2 separate regions of the Xenopus tropicalis genome follow, and region 1 is linked to region 2. The links are chromatin contacts, called in public Hi-C maps. All regions are on one chromosome and are shown on one strand. The core of a region is the stretch at or near the end of the contact, and the rest is flanking DNA. Distances in the headings are between cores, read along the strand shown. Region 1 has its middle 5.5 kb from the start of skil. Region 2 has its middle 19 kb from the start of rpl22l1.

Region 1 (6,401 bases), core at 691-3,190, 160 kb before region 2:
AAAAATAATGGATTCGGTGCATCCCTAGTTTGGGTGGAGTTCGCCTTTTCAAGCAGGACCCTCTTATCCATGTGTTTTATTCTGTAATGCTTGTTAACTGTAAGATCATTTTTTGCTGTTAATTAATGATGCAAATAAATGATGACTCATGGGTAATCAGCACCTTATGTATCTGTATTGGATAAGGAACCCTTTGAAACATAGGCACTGTCTGGGAGAGGCTGCAAGGCATCATGGCTGTAGGGAACATGCTATGGGTATGAAAATAGTCGGGAGTTGTTGTTTCAACTAACGATATATATTTTTTTTCCTCTTGGAGATTTTGGGCCTCAGTAATTAGTTTTCAAAGGCAAATCTTTCCTGTTTACCTGCAGCTAAATGGCACGTATGCCTGATGCACCTGCTCCCTCTTAATAGTCATTTAAATAGCAGCCTTAAAAATAGCATTGCAACCCGTCTATTATACACATCCGCACACCCTGACTGATGTACTGTCCTGCAGGGCTGAGCCCATGTCCTAGGAGATGAAAAATCTAATTCCTCCTTCTCTGAAAATATAGAAAAGTAATGAAAACACCTTGCTGGCTGCTCACTGAAGGATTCATCCAGACTCAATGGCCCTAGGGACATCCACAAGAAAGAAATTATTGGTTCTTGTCAAGAAAATGTTTCATACATGTTTTGTTTTATGTCAGAATAAATGTAAAAATCTAATTACTGCCACATCAAGATTTTTGCTGTTTACTCTCATATTACTCTGCAAGAAGGAAAAGGAATAAAATAAATCAATATATAAGGAATATATTACCCTACAGTTGGGACCTGGCATAGAGGGAAAAGCTCCAGGCAGAGCAAGTAATGTGACTGGTTATCTTGATTGATGAAATAAGAGGTTAGTAATAGTTAATAATAGTTTTATCACAAAGTATGACATTATATAACAACCATGAGATAACATGAGACTAGTCTAGGGATTAACGATGAAAGGAATTCATCCATGATTTTATAGATGGCTAAACGCTGGAAAGGACTCCTTTTCTTAGAAAAGGGGATAATTATGCTGTTATAGGAAAGTGGGCACACAACATGAGGATTATACTGTTCATTAGATAATAAACTGACACAGCCGAACTATGCTCTTGTGCTCGATTTTGGTTTTATGCCATGGCTGGGATGTATGGGTATATAACAAGTCTTTCAGAGTCAGTATATGCCCTGCTTGTTAAACATGAGTTCAATGAATAGGGCTTATACCAAACATGCTTTTTGTCTATTTGAATCCAGAAATACCTGTATCTACCCTTTAATTTTTAGCACTAAATGAAATTGAACTAAAGTCACATTCTGCTTCCTGCTCCTAGGAGCAGACAAATCAAGTGAGCAGCACACTAAAAAAGCCTCTGTATAACAAGCTGCTTCTTATCTCAGCTGGGGGCTTCAGAGGGGATCAGAAAGTGGAATGTGACTTTACTAGATTTTGCCCCTTTAGTGCAAGAAATGACCATAGATATTTCCTAATTTAAACAAGAGGCAAAAAGTATGTGGCGCACAAGCCCTATTCAAAAAAGTGTTTTTTGCATAATTAAAGAATATGTAACCAGCTTTGCAAAATACATTTTCAACATGGTTTTAAAGTTATTTGTATATTTCATTGTAATTAATTGAATTTCTTGTTTATCACTTTCTGTTTTCTGTTGCTGACTGTAAGAAAGTTGCCTAGAACTGCATTTTTGTTTCATTATGCCCAAACCTACAATTGTGGCCACCCATTATATGTACCCTAATAATGTGCATTATTTATGGTGGTTGGGTGCTTTGGGACCACATTTCATTTTCAGTGATACTCTAAAAATGCAGTGGTTATTAACCCTCCACTAAGTGGACTGACAATTGTGCAGGAGAGATAAGGCTTTGTTTTATGTAAATAGTGTAATTGTGGTTCAGTCACCAGGTGGTGCTGTTGTGTAGGGGAATACCCCACCAAGGAGAAGCTATTTGGGATAGAAAAGGGTGCCACTTTCTCTTTGGCTGATGAGAAGGAATAGTGTATAAGGCCAGGGAGCCTGAGATCAAAACCTAAGAGGCACCAAGAAGAGTTAGATTAGATAGTGATCTGTCAAGCTTAATGTAGGTGATGAGAGTTAGTGGAAGGGTATTTAGTCAAGCAGTTGAGGCTCCACCAAGGACTGAGGAAGGGACCAGTGTCTCAGTGGTACTTAGCCCAGATAAGGACCCAGTGGAATAGGGGCTAAGTAGGCCTGTGTCACAATGCAAGGCTGACCACTGTACTGAAAGTCTGTCAAGGTAAAGCATCCCTGACTTAAAGAGAAAAGCAGGGAAAGTAGGTAGCAGGCTGGGCCCCAGAAGCCTGGGAAACCTAATTCGGCCCACACTTGTGTGTGTTAAGTACTACTGAAGAAGCTGTACTGGTGACTATTGATAAAGTATTTCTGAGTATTTCCCAATGCTGTGATGGTGGTGTGGATGCTACTTGGCAAAATATAAGTTATGGAGCACCAAGTTACAAGATAAATTGAAAATCCAATATATAAACAGCCACGTCATGGCAAAAACTAGGAAAGAATAAAAGGATACCTTAGAGTGAGGGGGGGGTTAATTTATAGTTTACTCAGAGCAGGGGTGTAAGAAGTGATGGTTTGGCAAAATGCTGATGTGAGTGACCAAGGATAAATAGCAGGCTGAGAACTTAACAATGTGTTAAACGAAAAAAAAATGTTTGATCTCTCACTGAATCTTCTTCTCTGATGTACAGTATACATTTTCCACAGTTTGCTAAGCAAGCATTCTTTCCATTTTTTGTCATTATAAAATTGATCAGTGCAAAGATTATATTACATTTTACCTTGGCAGATTAAGCAGCAGCAATATATACATTTCTCCCTCAGTTTGTCTTCATTCCACAGTGATGGCAACAAGCAAAGCAAAACGATATGTTCCCCATACAGCAGATGGCTTTGGATTCTTCAGGGAGGCAAACACACATTCCCAATGTGCATAGGGGTTTGCTGCCCTCCAGATAATGCCCAGGGCTCCTTATTAACTGCCAAAAAGAATTCTTGGAAGCTGTGCTTTCTCATATTCTCAGGTGAGAAATTATAACAAATGTATGACTAACAAGTGCCTGGATAGATTCACTATTTACAGTACATGGAAATTAGAAAATGTGTATTTATATACACTGTATGCAGGCCCAGACTGGCAATCTGTGGATTCTGGCAAATGCCAGAGGGGTTGCTGTAAGATAGACCATAGACAGTCAGTATTTAGTGGGCTGGTGGGGGGCTGTTTGGGCCTCTGTGGACTTTGAATGCCAGAGCCTATTTTGAATTTCAGTCCAGGCCTGAATGTGTGTATTTCCATTGCTTCTACATGAAGAACCCTTGGCTTGGGTAGCCAAGCAGATTTAACAGAAATGCAGACAGAACAGGGATTAAAATCAGTAAATATTTTTATGCATAATAAATATTTATATAGAGGCCCCAAGAGTTACTGGCACGCTTGATGAACAATAAAAAGCAGCATAACATAAACAGCACATATAGCACATATAAAGAGTCATATATCATGACAAAAAATGGGAAAATAAATACATCTGTTATTCTTTTTGTCTTCACAAACATTTGACTATTGGCTCTCTTCTTTTTTGATGCATAGAATATGAGAATGCCGTAAAACTCAGGAAGAGCAAGTATTTCCTAGGGAAATAGCAAAGGACTGATAAATGAAAAATGTCAAATGGTTGTTGGTTTCCACAAATCATGTGCCGGCTACATCAGGGCAATAAACCAAAAGTATAACACCACCAATCATATTAGGCAAAGCGTGAAAGAGTATCTTCCCTACACAGTGAGGGAGGAGTTTAGGACAGAGAAGTTTTACGCAGGTCCAGTTGGGCAGACCTGTGCCTGACCTGGATCCACCGCTCCACTTTGTCCCCTACTCAGACCCGCTATTGAGACCCCCCGCAATGAATTTACTTACTGCCATAAATGCTGCCTATTTGGGGCATGTGGGAGGGATAGCAGCTGTATATTACCCGCATACCCAAGCAGGGTGCCCATGGACCATCCACCTTCCTTACTGAAACCCAACTGCTTTGCATGAACTGGGCATTTACCTGACCAGCTGCAGGTCTCTAATTTGTAGTTCAGCCATAGCTGTTGTTAGGTGCTGTACCTCTCTCACAGCATAAGCCACTAATTTCCACAGAGAAGAGACAAGGAGACCTTTTTTTTCATTTATAATTTTACTGTAAACTGTGTACTGTTTGCTCTTATGTTTATACAATACATAGTACCAACATTTTCTGCAGCGCTTTACAGAAATTATACAACATTCATATTAGTTCCAGCTCCAGTGGAGCTTACAATCTAGATCCCTGTTTATGGAGTCCATATTTGCTAGGATCAACATCTATACTATAAACCCTTTTAGAACATTAGCAGGCTTGGGCATGTAGCCATGTAAACAAATGAGCGGCATTGATTAAAGAGCTGACAGGAAAAATAGCTATGGCACCAACAATATGGCGTTTGTATGCGGGCACCTTAGAGTCTATTTTTGGTTACACTTAATGATGCAGACAGTCTGCATATTAAGCAAACATGAGGGTTTCAGTACCATAATATAATCATAGTTTGTTAATCTGTATATTAAGAAGCTTTAATGCATGCTGATATCAGTATTGTATGGATACCTATGGCAATTTATACAGAATATGAAAAATCCAACAATGGGATCTATTATCTGGAATTCTTGGGTTTTCAGATTAAGGGGTCCTTTGAGCACTATCAGGCTTGTTTTGCTTCTAACATGAATTTATACTAGCTTAGTTACACCAACTAAAATGTAAAGTTTTATTATTTTATTGCATTATTGTCTTCTAGGACTCTACAGAAAATGTAATTGCCCTACATGAAAACTATCTGAATAATGTTTTGTTTTTTTTTTAATAAATCAATTTTAATAAAAAATTCCATAATGAAGCTTTTTTTTTTTAGTAGAATTCTCATAAATTTTCTTGCATCTATATTGAGAACAATAATAGTTATTGAGAACAATTGAGAACTCAAAACAATTCAAGCACTTTCCTTATTTAATACTAGGTGGGAAATCGACGCACATGACCAGAGGAGTTATGCTAATTCTTCCCCTAGGAACATTTATTGACAAATAGTCCCACTGACCCTCTCTAGCAAAGCAAAATGACAATTGTATGAGCCCTATTAAGTGACTTACCCAAGTGTTTCATTACTGTCTAGAGGCTTTCACTGATCAAGGCTGTAACATGCTTTCTCTTCCCATTTGGCAGGCCAGGCAACAATATAGATTGTGTTTCAGGCTTTTTCCATGGTGTATAATAAGCATTATAATAATCCACATTTCTGCTTAATATTTTCTGTAAAACACAACAAGGCAACTAAAAGAGCACATGTAGCTGCTAAGAGCAGTGTCATGAACAGACAATTGTACATGTTGGTGCAACATACAAAAAAACTTGGCATGCAATGCATTATAGTATCAAAAGTATCAGGACATCTGTCTCTCCTTTACATAATTCTGAAGCTAAGGGTATTAATATGAAGTTGGTTGTCCATCTGCCGCTATAAAAGCCTCTACTATTCGGGGAAGGCTTTCCACTAGATGCTGGAACATTGCTGGTGGGATTTGCTGCAATTATTATTTAATTCACCCCAAAGGTGTGTGGTTGAGGACTGGCCCTGTACACGCCAATCAGGTTCCTATACTTTTATACCAGCAAGCCAGTTCTGTATGGTCCTTACTTTGTGCACAGGGGATGAAACGGCACCAGGTTCCCATAGATTACATTTAGCTGATATACATCATTCTACACACAAAGATTGCAAGAGTTACAGACATATGTATTACATTTTGTCAGATGTGAAAAGGACAGATATTGTCACCATAGCACTGATATTCTTATGTGGCTGAGGTCTGAAAATGAAGATCTGAACTTTAGTGAGGGGGAGCAGCAGTCCCAGTCTCCCAGTTGCACCTATGGTCAAGCAGTTAAATAGAAGGGGAACAGCCTGAACATATCTATGCATGTATGGACAATAAAGGCTGTGAGTCTCATATATTGTGCTACCTGATTAAAATTAATGGAGCTGAAATAAACTAATTGTTTTTACTGATAATAGCATAGCCCAGGAAGTCAGCCCATACTGACCTTTGCTAAAACCAGTCATAGCCCTGCCTAAAGCACACATTATTTGTTACAAAATACAACCTGACACACAGCCCTCAAGCAAAATGAGTAGTTATACTTGTGACCACATTATAAGAAGAAAAGCCTATTTGGGTGTAATGGGCTAACAAAGACTTCTTGTTTGTGTCTAGTCTAAATGCTAAATGAGGCG
Region 2 (6,694 bases), core at 2,489-4,988:
ATGTTCTCCCATGCATGTTGCTAGGACATATTGACAAACCCAGAATGACTGGGGGAGGCACCTCTCTCCTTCCCTTGAAACCCTATCATGTGGCTAGTGGAGAGTTTATATTTGAGACAGATTTAGAAACAAGTGAGGAAGGAAATGTTTTATATGTATTAAAAGGATTGTATCAGCACATTATTTCCCTTTGTCTTACAACATTATTCAGCTATTTCCTACACTTTCATTGTATTTTAGATTTTCCAAGAACTGCATCCTTCTTAATACTATTTCTCTCTATGCTACAAAGGTGGAAACTGTTTCTGTCGTTGGAGGTCAAAAGCCTGAATGTAGCCCCAAATGAATTTTCACCCAGGACTGCCAAAGGGCACCATTCTATTATCCCATCATTTTAATATAATTTGGCATCCTGAACACTTGCCACATCATATATTTTGCCACAAATGTAAAAACTTGGCTAGCACCGGTGTAAACAATTCCAGTAGATGATCTTCACATAAGGTAATTCATCTTTTAACTAAGGACTATAAAACAATCTGAAATTTCAGACATAAAGTCTGACTGGAATATTTTTATGACAGGAAGGAAGCACTTTAAATCATATTACTACCAGGAAATGAGATTTTCCATCAGAGCAAAGTGACTACAAATTTAAAAAACAATTTTGTTTTTTTTTTTAAAGTATAATTCAGGGGAAAAAAAACCTTTTTATAAATTTTTATCAACAGACAGAGTAGATGAATATTATTTTGTTTTGCTTTTTAGCTGCGAATATATTCTTGAATTAGAAAAGGCAGGATCTGCAACATCTGGAATCCCAGGGTCAAACTTGCTGAAGCCAGGACACACAGATGGACCCAGCCGCACAGATGGACATGCAGTCTACTCAGCGCTATTTGTACTGCCAGAAACCGGCTCTTTCTTCATATAAACAAAATGCCTGCAATTTATATGATGAAATCTGTTAATAATCAAAACATAAGAGCTCACATCAAAGATCAAAAGAATCATTTGTTACTCTATTTAATGTGCAATACACAGTATTCTTCCAATAACAATAATAATTATACACTGAAAAGTATCAGCTCCAATGATTTGTACTGTACAATTATATTTTTTGTCATTTGTCCAGAGTATTAAAGTCCCATGAGATTTTAGAACCCATTTACTGACAGCAGAATACATTTGCCCCATGTACACTTTGCTCCTTGCTCCCCATCCACACCTCATTGGGCAGAGATGTTTGTGCTCCACTATAGCGCTTGCACTTTCCCCATGAATACAGTGCACTCTGCAGACCAGTTCGTAGCCTCCAAAAGTATAGATTATATTAATTATATGAAGACTCTAAAAAATTATAATTTATTATGAAAAAAAAGCACAATAAAGACAAAACTATGCCACTGAAAGCAATTTGGCAAATTGTACCAATCTTTATTTAATTCAGGGTTTTAGAGGTTTTCAGGGTTCTTCTTTTCATTTACAGTATAAGTGCCCGAAAATTCTTCCAAATGTAAGGTTTTAACGTTCTTTTTGTTTTGGTACTGTATTTTAATGTGTTTGAGCTTTTTACATTTGGATCTTTTAATAAATGACCAGACATTCATGGTTTTGGTGGAAATTAGTTTTTTTGTGGTTTCAAAGACCTCTAAAACCACTAAAGTTAGAATGTTGGTAAATAGGCCTCCCCTAGAACTGACTGTGTGCCCCATAATGCTCTAGCACTTTAATCCAGGTCTTTTTAAATAACCCCATTAGAGTTCAGATAAGGTTAGTCTGAAATGATCTTGGAAAGGTTGCTGTGATTTTTGAAATCCTGAATCATACCCTGGAGTGAGTGCATCCCTCATATTATCTAAAATAACTAAATCCTCTCTGATCAATAAAAAATAAAAACTTTAACAAAAATGTAAAACTGTCAAAGCCCCCATTTAGGCTATAAGATTTGTGTTCCAGCTGCATAAAGAATGTACTTTTAGTTCTTTCCCACACAAGGCAATATTTAAAGGAGAAGGAAAGGCTAATAAAGAGTTAATTTCAAGCTGCAGGCATACCTTCAGTTCTCTCAATAGTGCCCTTACGTCTCCCCATATTTCACCTGTTCAGATAATCTGAAGCCAAACAGGCAGAAAAAAACCCTGAGCTGTGTAAAGAAAGTTCCCATAATGCTTCGCTCCTGCACAGACACCCAGACCAAGTGAACATGCTCAGTTAGTTAGACTATGAGGAAGCTTCCTGCTGATTGGCTCAGATCCACATTCCTAAGGGAGTAAGTGAGTTCTTAGTATTCTTGAGGGAGGGGGGAGCAGGAGAGGGAGAGAGCAGTGAGCTGTGTGTCTCTGGCACATGAATTACAGACACAAGAAATCTTTTGACAGAGAAGTTTCTGTGAGTGCTTTTGGCTGTATTTACATAGACCTTTCTGGATAAAGCTTACTTAGTTTTTACCTTTCTTTCTCCTTTAAAAGGGACCCTGAGCCAGCACTGCTCCATGGCCTGGGGTATTATTCTAGTGAGTGTAGCACCACTAGCCTTGTTTGCAGATATTGGGCAGATGTTCTAAATGTGAGTTACATCAAATATGTGTGCCCAAATACATTATGTTGTAGATTATTCTAGCCAGAAAGAGATCCTTGCAATTAAAGTAATTATTCAATTAGTGACTGGTGGCTGGAGCAGGGTTGAATTTGGATTTGGTTCCACCTGAACACTGACCCACCTCACCATCTTAGGTTCTGGGATAGGCAGTATATTTATTAAGAAAGTATCCTTTGTACATGTCTCAGTTAGTGCCTAAACACACACCTAAAGTACTACAGGCAAATGATGCCATAGGCTTATATTACCCATTTGCTCTATCTTAGGTACTGTGTTTGGGGCTACTAAAGAAGTGGTAAGTTATGGTTCTTAAAACGAATCCAAACTTTAAAGGGATATAGTTATGAAGCCATTTATTTCTGTTCCAGGTATGTTAATATTTAGTGCTTCCAGTAATTATATTCACATTACTAAAAATAGTCTAAAAGGCATTCTGCTTTATTATTCTGTTGAATGCTGCAAGGTCTTTTTCTAATGGATCCCTTGTGTATGCTTTATGACGCGAGCTACTTATAACTAACAATGCAGTGCTGTTATTTGTATTCACTGCAATTAAACACTTGTGCTGCCTGCCCACTCACCCACCCACCCACCTACCAAAATGTCAACTCAGTTCATGTTTATCCACCTGCTGTGATTATTTAATACAAATGTCCTGATGAACATTTCTAATTATGATAAAATATTTTTATTAGAAAGTATTACTCCACAGCTAGACTGACCCTCCAGGCTAAATTTCGATGACCTTAACAGCTCACCTAGCCAAAACTAGGGCCCTTAGATAATGAGGATAAAGGGTTGGGGGGAAATACAAGAAACAATTGGTAGGGGGGGTAGGTGAACAAGTATACAGCATAGAACTACAGTTTGTAAGCTTTGGGCCTGATCCTCGCCCCCCCCCCCTTCCCCCAGGGTCAGGACCAGTGGCTGGGATGCAATTGTGTGGGAATGTTTTGATGAATCGGATATGAGCTACGGTCAAAATTGTCTGGATTGCATTCCAGTGCTTGGCATCAAAATGAAGTTTGATGATTCTTTAGGCAGAGTCTGTTGTGCATATTCAATGTATCATGCTAATGGAATCCTGGCATTAGCTTGATTCTCAGTTCAATGGAGCAGGCGGGATGGACACAATGGACACAATGGTGCTGAACACAAATGAATGGAAGCAGTATATGCAACAATTGCGTTCATTTTAGCATGACCACACTTGCAGCTGCATTTGTAAATGAGACAACAGAGAGAATTTGCTGTTACTAATATAAGACAAAGAAAGAAAAAAGGGTGCCAGAGAAGTGAAGCCCAACAACAGATTAAATTTGAGACCTATCCAAAGTCCTCATGCATTGCAGCTAGCATAGGGGTAGCACAGTGTGACCCCCACTCTCTGCCACAAACTAAAATACTGAAATAGTCATTAACACACACTCATCTAATGACACAGGCTTGATGCTAAACAGATTCTGGCAATTAGAAAAACCCATGTTTCCTTTCCAACCCTATGAGTAGCAGAAAGGCCAGTTCCAAACAAAGCTGTTTCCAGTGCTGGAATAAATCATCCAGATGCCTCAAATCAAGTACAAAAATAACCCTTATAAGAAACAGATACTGACTTGTGCTCATTTATCTCATATATTTATACATATGCTGTATTAAATGTATTAAAGGTACAGTAAAAACCTTCAAAAATAAATAGGCCTTGTACTGATCATGTAGTCTGCCTATTGTTTTAAATTATATTTTCAGTTTTTTTTTTAATATAAAGCACTCATTGATCATTGTTTTTTTACCCTTAGTACCCTCTTTTCACTTCAAATAAAGGCAGTTTGTTGAAATAGAGATAAGGAGCTTTGTATAAACAGGGACCTACCATTTCCATCTGCTGCTTGTGTCTTACAGATTTACAAAAAGGTGAGGTTAATTAAACAGGGCATTCAACTGGGACAGATAAATTGATGATTAACTATTTTTTCCTTCCACCATTTTTCTGAAGAAATAGGTTGGAAAATGAAAATATTTTTAGTTTCACAATTTGCCCTGTTTAGGGCAAGAAGTAACAAAAATAATAGATATATCTCAATGAAAATAATAAGAATTATGCTCAGCCCAAGACATATTCATTGAAATCATATTGGTGTGTGTGGGGGGGTGCTGTCTCTTTAATATTATCCAGGTGGAGGTTGTTATCCCTGCTTGAACTCCCAGCTATTTATACACAAACTTATAAACATCAAACGTTACATTGGTGCTTTTGTTTTATTTCTTCTCCGCTCATCTTACAGGATCCTGGGACTTCCTTTTCCTTAGAATAAGGAAAGCCCTTTCAGATAATGTGATCAGCCCTGCGTTTGTCAGCACTCTGCTCGAAAGGTTTCTGGGAAGTCCAAATAAACTGCAGCTGTCATAACTATGGATGGAGCTCAGATCAGAATTGAGAACATGGAGGAAATGTACTAATAATCAGAGCCTCTTTAAGTCACTTGTAGGCCAAGGGCAAGGGGTTTTGAAAGGTGCTGAGCTTACTGCTGCCATCTGTTTACTCCAAAATCACACGCTTCCCATCAATGACATAGCAGCATTCCTTAGCGTTAAGAAATTGCCCAACAGCATAATGTTGCAAAGAAGAAATTATACAGTAGGGTTTTTACCCCAATTCAGAAACCCATTATCCAGAAAGTTCCAGAAAGGAAATTATGTCCTTTTTCTCTGTAATAATAAAACAGTATGGTGTACTTGATCCCAACTAAGATATAATTAATCCTTATTGGAGGCAACCCTTCTGGGTTTAATTACTGTTTAAATAATGTTTTTAGCAGACTTTAGGTAGGAGATTTGAATTATGGAAAGACCCCAGGTCCTGAGCATTCTGGATAATGGGTCCCATACCTGTTCAGGTATTTATGGACACAGTACTGCACTCAAAGGGTAGAATCCAACTTTTCGGTCACCAAAACCTTAGATTGTTCGTTGTTACAATAAATTAACATCTGTGCACCATCTGACCTGATAAGTGTGGCACTCTGTGTGACCTTCTTATACTTTTATACTGTACGTAAGTAGGCTGGTAACTAGAAGAAATGACCAATCATCCTGTGAGGGCTCATATACAAATGCAGTGCACTATTAGGATGCAAATCACCATATTTTTTGCCTGAAATGCGGTATTTTTCCCCACACTTCCAGCATATTGGCCACCTGCTAAATACTATTCACCATTTCTACTAGAGGAACCCTGGAGTTAGCCTTGTCTTACTGTGTATGCCCAGCTTAAGGTTAAACTGAATCACAGGTACCTATATCCGTCGAAAAAATAGTAAGATCTGGCATACCAATGGCTGCATAAAAGCCAGTGCCACTTTATGTGTCAGATTTATTCTCAGCCCTTACTAAAAGTAGTGCTGACTAACTGTCTTAGTTTTACCAGTATTGCTAATGCGCACCCCCCAGCAGTTGATGTATTATGTGTTCTAACTTCAGGGCTTGTTCATCAGTTCTCCTATTTCACTGTGAGAGGAACGATGAAGGTCATTCTGAATTAGGGAAATGTAGCATGTATCTGCAGCAGAAGGATACATAGGATCACTCATCAGGGCCCTAGAATATTTAATTAGCAGATGTTTCTGTTGGCATGAATCACAATGTGAGATTTCAAGCCTAAATGAAGACTGATATGATGCCTGCAGGATGAAGTGAATTTGACATGCATCCACAGTACCTTTTTATCAACCTCCGTATTTGCCAAAAGCCATAACTTATTACTTCAGTATTTTGTGGCATATATATGTTTCAGTGCAGTGTACTTAGAATATCAGGGTTTATTTTAACCAAGGCAAACTATAGTAACAATAATAGCTACACCTTTATTATACGGCACCAAAAAGGTCTTGCATAACAACCTAACCATAATGATTATTAATTGAGCATACATACATTAACTACTCATGCTATAGGCAGATTTGAAGTCAGCAGATTCAGAATTTTTTTAGCTAGTTTGCCTTGAATGTTGAATAAATGCATGAGCATGTTTTCTTCAGACAAAAGATATCATCGTCACCTTGGCTGTTGTTCCTTGTGGCCTTGTCACTGCACCTCC

Evidence for each region. A called contact is a pair of places that touch in the nucleus more often than the background predicts.
Region 1: a contact with region 2 is called in a Hi-C map of gastrula embryo, with 3 times the contacts expected there. The contact joins two enhancer-like sites. A contact is called at or near these places in 2 of 5 Hi-C or Micro-C datasets (gastrula embryo and neurula embryo).

What each region holds. Positions count from the first base shown.
Region 1 is chr5:111,896,545-111,902,945 of UCB_Xtro_10.0, reverse strand. No RefSeq gene overlaps it. Among named protein-coding and RNA genes, the nearest start is that of skil, 5.5 kb to the right of the region's middle. Within about 2 kb of position 1,940, at least 2 of the 11 cell types and tissues checked have an H3K27ac peak or open chromatin away from gene starts, as enhancers often do. A contact at or near this core is called in gastrula embryo, where this site is marked.
Region 2 is chr5:111,740,120-111,746,813 of UCB_Xtro_10.0, reverse strand. No RefSeq gene overlaps it. Among named protein-coding and RNA genes, the nearest start is that of rpl22l1, 19 kb to the right of the region's middle. Within about 2 kb of position 3,738, at least 3 of the 11 cell types and tissues checked have an H3K27ac peak or open chromatin away from gene starts, as enhancers often do. A contact at or near this core is called in gastrula embryo, where this site is marked.